Linked DNA regions of Rattus norvegicus: region 1 is linked to region 2. The links are chromatin contacts, called in public Hi-C maps. All regions are on one chromosome and are shown on one strand. Each heading gives the region's core, a stretch centred on a gene start, on an enhancer-like site or on the middle of the called end of the contact. The rest is flanking DNA. Distances are from core to core; before and after follow the strand shown.

What was found. Hi-C and Micro-C count contacts between places; a contact is called where the count stands out from the background.
Region 1: a Hi-C map of Schwann cells shows a contact between it and region 2, with 7 times the contacts expected there. The contact joins the promoter of Ppp4r1 here to the promoter of Vapa in region 2. A contact is called at or near these places in 11 of 12 Hi-C or Micro-C datasets (the A7r5 cell line, Schwann cells, frontal cortex and 6 more) and 1 of 1 datasets of contacts at active chromatin or transcription factors (oligodendrocytes).

What each region holds. Positions count from the first base shown.
Region 1 is chr9:112,836,929-112,842,995 of GRCr8, forward strand. It overlaps Ppp4r1 (protein phosphatase 4, regulatory subunit 1), which reads left to right and starts at 1,878. Exons shown (of 20, transcript NM_080907.2): 1 at 1,878-1,972; 2 at 2,147-2,191. The coding sequence starts at 1,966.
Region 2 is chr9:112,651,746-112,658,199 of GRCr8, forward strand. It overlaps Vapa (VAMP associated protein A), which reads right to left and starts at 2,986. Exons shown (of 6, transcript NM_031631.2): 1 at 2,677-2,986. The coding sequence starts at 2,755.

The DNA of each region.
Region 1 (6,067 bases), core at 628-3,127, 180 kb after region 2:
AGTTTTGCTTTTGTTTTCTTTTTTCTTTTTTTTAGGAGCTGGGGACCAAACCCAGGGCCTTGTGCTTGCTAGGCAAGCACTTTACCGCTGAGCTAAATCCCCAACCCCTTTGTTTTAAATTATTCTGTATTTGAGAAATTAGGTTTTGGAGCTACAGGATATATTTGATTTTTTTAATCTCTTAGAATTTCAGTTCATATTATACAATCTGTGTTTTATCTGTTAAGTGATATCCGTCAGGGAGAGATGTTGTAACTGTGCATAACTCATTTCCCTAAACATACATATGCATTCCGCAGGATCTGCTTACTTAGTGTGGTGAGAATTTGGTTTCTTTGGATTTTTTTTTAAATGGGAATGTTTTTGTTTTAATCTCAGGTGTAGGATATGGGGCTGCTTCAGATTGATCGTGGAAGCTGACTGTGGTTTGCCTTGTGCTCTAGCAAGGGCGTGATTTTTGCCAGCTGCAGATAGTTTCTGCCATTTGGAATGCTGGAGACTTTTCAGAGGGTATATAAATACTAGGGACGGAGAGGCAGGGTTGTTGGTTAGTTGTGAGCAAAGAAACAGGAAGAAATGAGATATACCTGACGACAGAACTTGCTCCAAGAAGCTTGACGCCCCTAATCAGCAGGAAGTAGTCCAACATATCAATGGCCCCTTCCACCCCTATGCCTGCCTTTTTCTCTATTTAGTATTAGGGAGGTGACAGGGTGAAAGAAGAGAGGTGGAGAGGGTGGAAGAAAGAACACACAAAGTAGCCAAAGACCACCTACAACTTGGTCTGATCCCCCCATGTTTTAAAATGCCAAAATCCTGTCCTGAGTTGGGACTATAGTGCAGAAAGGAACAAGCTGAACCTTTGTAATTCTCCTTTTTTCGTATCAAATTCGAAAACTGGCATCATGTACGAGACTCGCTTTAGGGGACAGCCAGCCATTCTGGAGACCTAGCTGGTGTAGGATATAGACTTGAGGCTCGTAGAAATGGGACAATGACCTGGAGTCAGAAAATCTGGACTTCTGCCCTACTTTGACTTGGGAACCCACGAGAACTACTTAGCTCTCTTCAAACAAAGGGAACAGTAAGATGTGTGGCATAGTTCACTTGAGAAAAGCGCAGCCGATTCCAGGCGCCCCGCAACCGGACCCCGAGGTAGCAAGCACGGTGCTGGATTCCTGACAGTCTGCCATTCCCCCGAGAGGCGGAGGGGGCAGGTATCCTCGGCGATCCTCCCTGCGGTCACAAGGCTAAGAACCGCCGAGTGACTGGACTCGGCCCGGCCCGCGCACCCGGGGCCGCTCAGGGTCAGCTTGGGCGGGCGCCGGGGGGCGCGCGGGCTCCAAAGCCCGTGCCGCGGCTTTAACGTGCCGCACGGGAAGGCCGGCCGATCGGGCCGGCGGAACTTTTGTCACTCAACTGTCGTCCGGCCGGGGCCTGGGCTTTGTTCAGTCACTCGCGAGGCCTGGGCGCGCGGGCGGAGGCGGCGCTTCCTCCGCACGGAGGCGGGAGGCTCGGCCGCGGACAGCCGGCGACGCACGAGCAGGTCTGGGAGGGGCGCGGGCGACGAGCGGCGCGCGGCGGAGCGGGCGGCGGCCGGCGGTGGGCGAGGCCGGTGACCCAACAGAGCTGCGGGCCGCGGGGACCCCGCCCGCCGGGCTCGGGCACACGCCGCAGGTCCCGGCCGGGCAGCTCGCGCCGCGCTCCGCACGCTCTGAGCCAGGGCGCCTCTAGCCGCGGGTGGGAGCGCGCCTCGGGGCCGGGCCGGCCGGGCGCGGGAGGCGGGAGGCGGGCGGCGGGCGGCGGGCGGCGCGCGGGGCGGGCGTACGGGAGCCGCCGCCGCAGGCCCGGGCCTCGGCCCGCCCCGCGCGCGCCCCCGCCGGCCCGCGCGCGCCCACCGGCTCCCGGCTCGCGCGGCTCGCGGAGCGGGATCCCGGGAGACGAGGAGGCGGGGGCGAGCACAAGATGGCGGGTACGTGGCCCCAGTTCCCCGGGCGGCGGCGGCGGCGGCGGCGGCGGCTCCCCGCGCTCGGCAGCGCCCGGGAGAGGCCGGCGCGGGGAGGCGCCGCCGGGCGGGCGGCGGGCGGCTGGGGCACGGCGCCGGCCCGGGACGCTGACCCGGCCTTTCTTCTCTCCCCCGGCGCAGACCTCTCGCTGCTCCAGGAGGACCTGCCGGAGGACGCGGACGGACGTGAGTGGCGGGCGGCCCGGCAGCCCCGGAGGGCGGCGGGCGAGCGGGCGGACTCCGGACCCCGCCGCGCAGGGGGCGCCCGCGTGGCCCGACCTCGGCCGCCGCCCGCAGGCTCGGGCCGCGGGGCGGCTGTTGGGGAAGCAGAAGCCCGTGGGGCGGAGGCCGGAGAGGGGACATGGGTGTGTTTTTCCTGAGTGTCTTCCGCACCCTCGCCCGGAGGAAGGAGGCGGCGGGTGCCGGGAGGTGTTTCCGCAACGCTTTGGGGGCTGCGCGGCGGCGGTGCGGTGCTCAGCCCGCCCTCTGGGGTTCCCTCGCCGGAGTGTGTGCGGATTACAGACCCGTGTTTTACTTGAGCTCTGAGCCGTTGTGGGTCCCCACCACCACCACTCACACGTTTGATTTCCGATTTTCGGGGAGGTTAGAAGGTGTGGCCTTGGCAGGATGCAGTGACTAGGTTGAGAGCAGCTTTTTAAAATTGAGAGTGTTCAATGCTCATTCGCGTACTTGAATGCTAAAATTGCAGGTTTCCGTTGATAATAGTGAAGTTTTTAAAGAGTTGATTCTTTTTGTACATAAAAAAAAACCCTACTCAACTTGTGGGCGTCGTTTCCATGTGGTGAAGGAAATGAATTATTTAGATATCTTTCATTTTGAGCGCGTTTTGTGTCTTTCTAAGCTTCAGAAAATACGGGTTCGAGACAGAAAAGTCTATGATGAGTTAGCTAAGTTTATATGGGAAGAAGTAAATTACACTTAAGTAGAAATGATTTCTATTCGTGTTAATGTTTCCAGATACAGTAGATTCTGAAATTCATTTTAGGAATAAAGTGTGCACAGAAAGTATTAAGTGTAGATCATGGGAGACTTAAGGAGACCAGGAAATACGTAGAGTTGAGCTGGTTACCGTAATACCAGAGCTGTCTGGTTAGAGGAGAGCCCGCCCAGACTGGGGAGTGTGTCTTAATACCTGTCCAGGTAATCCAGAGATGCCATCCTTGAAATTGCTCTTCCAAATACTGTCCGGATAGTCTGTAGCATGATCTGACATAAGTTTTCTTTACTCTATTTAAAGTCCTGTTCCGAGCAGAGGGAGGTGTTGCCTTGAGAAAGTATCTTAGTCAGCGCTTCTGTTGGTATGATGAAACAACATGGCCAAGGGCAACTGGAGGAGGAGAGGTTGGTCTCCCCTAGTCTTCTTTACTACATACAGTTCATCACCACCACCATCATCATCAAGGTAGTCTGGGCTCCTACAGGGCAAGAACCTGGAAGCAGGAGCTGATGCAGAGGCCATGGAGGATGCTGCTTCCTGGTCTGTTCCTCCTAGCCGGTTCAGCCAGCTTTCTTAAAGCACCCAGGATCCAGAGATGGGGCACTACCAACAAGAGCCTGGGCCCTCCCACTTGGGTTCCTAAGAAAATGCCGTCCAGGCTTGCTTAATGGTAGGTAAAGAGGTTTCCATGCTCAGGTGACTGGATATGACAGTTAACCAGCACAGAAGGCGTCTTTAAAGTATTTTTAAAGGAGGTAGTCATATCGGACCTACCTGTTGCTGAATTGTTGGGGGGCACGGGTGCTCTTAAATAGTTGTCTTAAGGGAGCATTGCACACAGTAAAAGGCAGCTTCTGCATTTCTTCTCCCTTTAGGCCACTTAACTAGCTTCATAGTGTGTAATCAAAGCACCCATTGATTTTAGATCTCTCCCCAAGGTTAGGATTGGAGACGGTACCCTGATTGTGATTTTGAGGATGGAGCCTCCTGTTCTTATAAAGTGTCAATCTTTGTGGCTGGCTGAGGTGGACACATCTGAGTATTTGTCCCTTTGAGTCAGGCAGGGGCTGTGCATCCCGGAAGAAGGTGCGGTGCCGTCTCTCTTGGCTTTTGTGGAGCAGTCTGGAAGGAGTGTAAGCTGGGGTAGGCTGGCTCTGAAAGGCTGATGTAGGAACTGCCACAGCTTGCGCCCTCTAGTGGTTAATCAGCAGCTCTTCAGTGCTGGCAGGAAGGTGTCTGGGCCTTTCTTGTTGCAGTCTTGGTAACAGGCAGGCACTTTGGATGGACTAGGTTAGCTCACTTAGTCTGTCATGCCTCTGTCTTGTCACTGAGGCAGGTTTAAAAAAACACTACTTTATACCTTAACATGAATCGGAATGTGTGACGCTTGGAGCAATACTATTACTGTGAGCAAAAAGGTGGCTTCAAGAAGCAGAGGTGGATGTAGGAGCGTTAACATTATGGAGTCTGTACTTAGAAAGGTTGCTGAATGCTTGCAAATTACCATTAAGATTTAATTCTCCGTTCATAGCTTAAAACATATTTGAAGGCACAAATAATTTATTAGCTATTTATAATTTGGTTGAAGAGATTCTTAGAATAATTGCTGGTTTTTCTCAGTTGCTAACGTTTAACAGGTTAATACCTTTACCTGTTCAAAATACAGCGTCTTGTTGACTACTTTGATCTCTCGTGAAAGGAAAAAGACCAAGGAGAGACTGTAGCTAGTGCACATGTGGAGGGCACGAGGGTTGGTAAGGAGGTGCAGAGGCTGTCCACATCTGCGGAGCTTGACTGTCACAACCTCCCTAATGTCCCCACCCTTAATATAGTCCCCAGCCACAGCATAATTTCTGTCACTACCTCAGAGCTGCAACTTTGCCACTGTTATGAGTTACAATATGTTTGTCTTTGTTTCCTGGTGGTCTTAGGTGACCCCTAGGAAGGATCGTTCAGTCCCAAAGGGATTGTGACCCGCAGCTTAAGAAACATCCTAGAGATAAGGGGTAGTAGAGGGTCTGGGGACTGTGGAGCACAGAATTCCGTCTGGCTGCCTGACAAGTGAACTTACCACTTGTGAGGGTGACTCTCTTTTATGGAGGGCAGCCAGAGTTTACCAAGAGCCCTCCCTGCACCCACTGGGTGCCCTCCTGATAGTGAGACAATGATTTTGTGGTCAGGCCCTAGGATCTCGGTTGTCTTTTCTAGATAAATGGCCTAGGCTGTGATGGAAGGTTGGGTAATCCCTCTGCGCCCAGGGAGACAGAGAGGACACAGTGAGAACCAGATCTTGACCAAGGGTCAAGAATTACACGGTCTTAGAATTGGTTTCAAGTCCCAGTGTCTGTTCAGAATTTATAGAATGGGAGAAAGAGCTGACCAAAGATGGATTTGGCTGATGCCATTGGAGAAAAAAACTCCTTCATTCTTTTTTTTTTTTTTTTGTTCTTTTTTTTCGGAGCTGGGGACCGAACCCAGGGCCTTGCGCTTCCTAGGCAAGCGCTCTACCACTGAGCTAAATCCCCAACCCCTTCCTTCATTCTTAATAACTGAAAGATATATTGTGTCATTTATGAGAAGGCCACTAAGGTAAATATAGTTATTATTAAAAAGTATTAAAATTAACTTTAGGAAAGGAATAAAATATTTTATATTTGAAAATTTTCAGTACAGTATATGTAAAACATTTTAAATTTCAAAGTGAAGGCAAACGATTGACTCCATTTGAATAGATGTCTCAGCAGATTTCAGAGTAAAAACCTTTTTAATTTTGATTATCTTGAGTTAATACAAATTTTTAGAGAAATGCTTTGGCATTTTATTGTCAGTTTCGCAAAGCTACAATTGACTGTTGCTAAGTTTCTGGAATGGACGGGCTGGGACATACAGATAGAGTAAAAACCGTTAATTGCGTAGAACTTCTCTGTGGGAGCTTAAGTAAAACTCAATAAAGTAACACGCTGCAGACCTGGTTCCACTCAGTGGTTTTCAGAGACACGTTCTGATGACCCAGTCTAGCCACAGAACTCCCTAAGTGAGATGGACCCTGAAGTAGGCCTCTCTTTTTTTTTTTTTTTTTTTTTTTGGTTCTTTTTTTCGGAGCT
Region 2 (6,454 bases), core at 1,736-4,235:
GTCAGTTTTCCTCTTTCCCCTGACCATTATGAGCAAGCACACACTTAGAATTCTCTTTTTGCAAAACTTTCTTCTTCAAAGTTCAATACTGTCAACAGCTAGGAACAGTAAAATGCAACACAAAACAATAAACAAATTTTATAATATAGTAAATGTTAGGAACAAAAAAGTTTTTTCTGTGAAATATCCAATTTCAAATCTAAATTATTGGTTAAAGTATTGCTAGAATTTAAGCAACCAAAAATTTTCTTAATGAATCTTTTTATGCTCTAAAAGGTCTGCTTTAGAATTTATTCTACAATCAAGAGACTTATATATATATTACTAGTTATGAGAAGTAAACTACAAAGTTATAACACTTATCAAGTCATTATTCATATTAAAGAAAAACTGTCAATCTCAGAATGGCTGAGTCACTCCTGAAGAAACCACTGTTGAATCCAAATAATTCAAATAAACCTTGCACACAATCAAGTAATTTTGCAAAATGAAATGTATAAACAACCTATACTTAAATGAAAGACATGTAAAGATCAGTTAAATAATTTTTGATATGGTCAACCAAAAGATGCACAGTGGATTCTAAATCACCCTACTTAGTGTAAAGCTGTGCATTGAAATACAGAGGCTTCCACTGTACCAAGTTACCTCTGGCTGACAAAGTAACACTAAGGAGAAAAGCAGCAAACCTCACTTCAACCCTCTGCACCTCTCCCTATCATATCCATCTCTCCCACCTTTCCACAAGTCTGACCGACTGGAGTCTATGCATCTCATCTCACTCCGATTTACTCAACCACTCCCTTTGCATGACTTTCCCCAGGCAACTTCAAGAGCCTTTTCCTTGAGTTTCCTACAGAAAAGAGCTTCTTTCAGACGTGCTCCTGCCCCGGTATCATTTACATGCCTTTTCCACCAGCATTGGGATTTTTGGTAACACAGAGCCTGTTGCATAAACACGGTTGTAATTATTTAATATCAAAAATGAGTGATCTACATGAATACAGCACAATTTCTGGTGGTTTTTAAAACCTGCCTCATAAAATACCTTTCACACATGGCTATGCAGTAAGGAAAATTTGCTCTACACTGTCAAAAGGGGGAAAGCAAACCACACAGAATATCGTCAAGATTTATATTAAATCGCTCCCACTAATGATGGCTACTACAGTACAAATACTCTGAGGACTTCTCAGCAAACTCCGCCCAACTCCCCTCCAAAAAAACTTAAATCAAGCAACCAGAAATTTGCTGCAGCAAAATACACTCGAAATACCGGAGGGTGAGACACTGTCAAGTGTCTCACATGTAGTCCAGGTTTATTTCAAACTTTGGGTGGTTCCTGAACTTCCAAAATGCCGGGATTATAAGTGTGGTTCACGACCCAATTCCAAGCATATTAAAACTGCCTTAAAATCACAATCAAGTTCTTGTCTAGTACGGAGGAACTTGTGAATGTACTGAAACGCCTGCAGGGCATGCTACTAGCAGAATACCACATGTTTAAGTCCTAAACTATTTAAAATATAAAAGTCTTAAGTATCTGGAACTATTTTAAATTGTTCCTACAAGGACAATTCAGCTATTTTCATGTGGACTCACTTTTACACTACTATAATGGGTTTACTTTTTCTTTTCCTACTGGAATCGATATGCGCTTAAGGGAAATTGTTTTCACCAGTTGCTGAAATTAAAACGCAAGGTATTAACTTTCCAAAGGGGGAGGGGGGCACTTTTCATTTAAAGATAGGAAGCACGTGTTCTTTTTAGCTCCTTAAAATGCAGTAAACTGTTCTGTATAACTTTTCGTTTCCTACACACTGAGAAGGCAAACGGCCTCGGATCTGAACAAGGATCACCAAACCAGTGATTGTCTATCACAGTCAGTGCTCCAAAGTCAACAGTTCCAGAGCTGTGTGGCACCTTATCAGCTTTCTCCGGGTATGCTGGGAAACCGCAAACGTAAGAGGGTCACAGACCCTGAGTCGTCTTCAGTAAAAAGACAGTGTGAACTCAAGGACTAGGAGCACAAGGGCTGGGTCCTCCGTACCTAAGGACGAGTCGACGTGACCCAAGGGACCCACTCCCATTAACCTACGACCATGCATGCCCCAGCTGACGCACAGCTTTCTGCCGCGCGCTTGGGGCCGTGCCAACACTCGGGGTCAGTCCCAGCCAGACACTGCTGGGTCTCCCGGCTTGACAGAGTCCGGCACCTGACAGGGAAGACTCCGGGCGAAGCCCGCGGTCTTGAGCGCCTCGCCCGCGGGCCGTGCCTACCCAAAGGCGCGGAACGTCGCCCGCTGGCGCCCGCAGACCCCGGAGCTCTTGCTCCCAGCCTCCGGCTCGCACAGCCTGGACCGCGCCGCGGCCGCCCTGGGGCAAGGACGCCATGCGGGCGGGCGGGCAAGGCGCGGGCGGGCTCCCGCGGCGCCCCCGTGGGCCGCAAGATGGCGGCGGCTCCGGGCAGAGCCCTCCGCGGCGTCCGTCCGGCTCCCTCCCCTCCCCTCCGCAGCCCGGCCCGGCAGCGGCGGACGCCGAGGCGCCGAGCGGAGGGACGCAGCGGAGCCGCGGCTCCGACGTTCGGTCCGGGCGTGGGGGAGGGGAGCGCAGCCCGTCCACCCCGCCGCCGCCCGCCGGCCCCAGCCCCGCTCGGGCGCGTCCCAGCCAGCCTACCTTTGAATTTGAGGTCTGAAGGAGGGTCGAGGACCAGGATCTGCTCGTGCTTCGCCATGGCCCCGGAGGCGGACGCCATAGGAGACAGCGCAGAGCGGGGGCGCGCCCGCGGCGGCGGTTCGCTGGCGGGGGCGGGGGACGGTGGCGGCGCCGGCTCCGCGGAGCTCTAGGACGGGGCCAGGCTCACGATTCCCGAAGCTCCGCGCCTGCTGCCGGGCCGCGGGTCCCGAGGGCTGCCTGTCGGGTCAGCAGCTCCGGGTGTCACAACTGACTCAACCCCACACCAGTCGCCGCGGCCACGCGCACTGCGATCCTCGGCTCCCCACGTGACGGCCTTACGTGTCTCCGTGCGCGCCCCCGCGGCCCAGAGCCCTCGTGTTGGCCCCGCCCTCCGGGCCTAACTGGGCTCGGCGCTGAGCTAGTGCGCCTGCGCACCTCCGACTTGGCCGCAGCTCCCTGCGCCGCGCTGCTGTCAATCTCTGTAGAGCGTGCAGGGGGCGTAGTAGGGCTGTTTGTGGGAGACGGGGTGCGCGGCGCCGGGCGAGGGGCGTCGTTCTTGGCGCCCTGGAGCTGCGAATGCGGGGCTGTAGCGCCGACTACGATGCTACCTCACAGCGTTCCAAGTGGAATTCCGAACGGAAGACAGTCAAGAAGTGCCGGGTACCTCGACTCCCAGCATGCCCCGTGCGGGCGGCGTCTCCGCGGGGGCTGCTGGGAACCGGGAAGGCAACCCGGGTCCGTTGGAGGCGAGTGGGTGGGGCCGCTGACTCTGCTTTTGGCTCGCCGAGGTTGTCTCGTCTGCATTGGAAAAAGAAAAGGGTTTTTGCAGGCTGCCTGGGAGCCAGGCATCCCAGGAGAGACGGCCCTTTGGGAAAGCGGCAGGGCGTGTCCGTCTGGTCTGCCCGGGATTCCTTCCGCCCTCTGCGGACGCGCGCTCTGTTCTAACCCTGCCGTTCCAAAGCTGCCTCCCGGATCTCCCTCCTGCCCAGCAAAGGGAAACACACCTCGCGCAAAAGCAAACGGGTTCCAGGGGAAATCTAGGCCAGGCACAAATAATCAAGGGTAGAAACCAAATGTCTGCTCCTACGGCGTGGAATTCACGTGCTGTATCTACAGTGTGGCTCATTCCAAATCTGTTTGCCTGGTTCTCGTGCCGTGCTAGGGACGAATTTTATCTGCATCACTTAGGAGAGCCTATACCAAATGAGAAAAATTGCCAAGCAAATTGCTGACAGATATTCAGCTCATTGCCAGGGTATCCAGGGACGGGAAGAGCAAACAAAACAAATGGATGTGCTGTAAAAATAAACCTTTATTGTGTCCTATGGTACTGCTTGAATTTAAATCTCTAGGAAGCTCCGTGCGAAACAAAGCACGTATTGATGCTTCTGCCACGGAAAGGCATCCTAGACTGTCTGGAAAGTAAATGTCGAAAATGGGCAGTCTAGAATACAGCTAATTAAACTTTTTCAACTCTCCGTCCCGTCACCTGAGAAATTTTTATGCCACCCTGGGTATATAGGATATAAAATTGTGGTATAAAACATTGATCACAAAAAAAAGTTTGTTTTCCTTCTTTGAATGCTTACTTTGTATCCTAACCTAAAAATGAAGTTTGAAAGAAAAAAAGATGAAAAAACTTACACATTTAAGACAAAAGCTAGCTTGTATACAAACGAGATAGGTTTGCGTGTCCATTCCTACATAAAAATTATTCCTGGCTGAATATTTGATAGACTAAACATTTTCAACTTTTTTGTAGTTGATTGCTATTTTGATTTTCTAATTACCAATGCTGAGAATCGGTTTTATATAAATACCTAGTGCAAAGTGGCAAAAAAAAAAAAAAAAGTTAGGTTTGGAAACATTTCAAAAATAGTTGGAAATTCTATCCCAATCACCAGCCAAATTTTTTGTGTGATTTTTTTTTAATGAAATGCAAGTCAGTAACCCAAACTGCAATTTTTAAAATCAAAGATTCTAACAATACAATCCAAAAATGTATAAATTTGACACGTGCTAAGAAGCAATAATAGGAAAATATTATATTTTTTCCTTAAGCTACTATGTCTTTTAAGAGTAGAAATCTAGGAGCAGAAAGGATGGCTGAGCAGTTGAAAGTACACGATGCTCTTGCAGAAGACTTTGGCAGCACCCACAGCAGACTGCTCTCATCTGCCTGTAACTCCCAACTCCAGGAACAGCCAATGCCTCTGGCCTCCTGGGGGCACTTGCGCTCAGGTGCACAGACCCTTAAGTATACATAATTAAAAATAATCTTTGCTTTTACAAGACTAGAAAACTACAATTTAAAAAAAAAAAACCACTGCAATTCATAAGACAGAAATCTCACATCTGGGCCAAGGCGTTTCAAAGATTACATACACAGAACAAAGTGCACATGACGTGTTCAGAACCAAGGCTGAAGTGATAACCCACAGTCCAACATGGATGAACTCCTACACAAATCCGATTGCACTACTCATTCGATTTTGATTTCTATTTGATTGTTGCACATTCAGAAACCTTTTGCTGTTGTCAAACTTTTCCAAACCCCCACAGTCAGTTACACAAAACCCACAGTTTAAGAACTTGAGGGTCTACACTCCTACCCCACCACCATCCAGTGCCAAACGTAAGGCATAGATCTTCAGTCATGAAGAACCTGGTAAGATAGAAGTGCTTAAATTGTTTTAAAAGCAAATGCTAATTTACTTATACTTTGAATTCTTTTTGTCCGCAAAAATTATTTTGAAATGTCAATTTTTAGAATACAAAAGTATATACAGTTTGAAAGATAGCTTGTGGGTTTTATTTTTTAAAAAAAATGTGTATGATAACCAGTCCATAGGATAGTGTCGCACATCTATTTCATTCTGAATTGAAAATCCAAGAGTCCTGACAAACTCCAATATCATGTTTGCCTAAGAACTGTTCTATGGACAGGCTCCATAGCTAAACAACCACTTCACAGCTGGTTAAACACCTCTTACTAGAAAGCATAGGCATCCTCAGTGTGCCAACAGCCAGTCAATAGGAGAGCATGTAGAAATTCCCAGCAACATGAGACTGTGATTGTCCACTCACCATGTGAACCCTGAACTGGGTGAGTTACAGAAACTTTTTCCCTATTTACATTATTTACCACTGAAATCAAATGCTTCTTAGTGTCACTAAAAAAAATTAACAGGATATGTGTGTGTGTGTGTGTGTGTGTGTGTGTGTGTGTGTGTGTGTGTGTTTGACCATATATGAATTATAACAAGCCAGGCATGATGGTGGTGGCATAAAGGGTGGGCCAACATAGCTTTAAGGCATCCACCTTTCCATAGTGAGACCTTATGTCAGAAGGAGGAGGAGGAGGAAAGAAGGAAGGAAAGAAAGAAAGGAAGGAAGGAAGAAGAGCTACCATAAGAATTTAAATGACGAATAGTCTAAACGCATTCAACTTGTCAGGATTCATCTTCCTGTTAGGATTAGGACGTCAATACTGCCCCTGAATCATCTGCCCCTCATAAACTAGCACACTGTTTTTGTGACTTGTGCCTTGGTTTTTATTAAACTGTTTCTTGTAGTACAAAGACCTCTACAGACACCACACCCTGTTGAACTTTACAGCAGCTGGCAAGAGCTAACTTTTGTTGTTCTAGATATGGAAAAGAAAACAGGTGAGGCATTAAGTCAATATTAGAGCCAAACCAGGAAGGGGAGCATTGCCCAGTTTTACATTCTATGTATCTTTAAGCGATTTCCTTATTTCATGAGTGCCTGTCTGTAT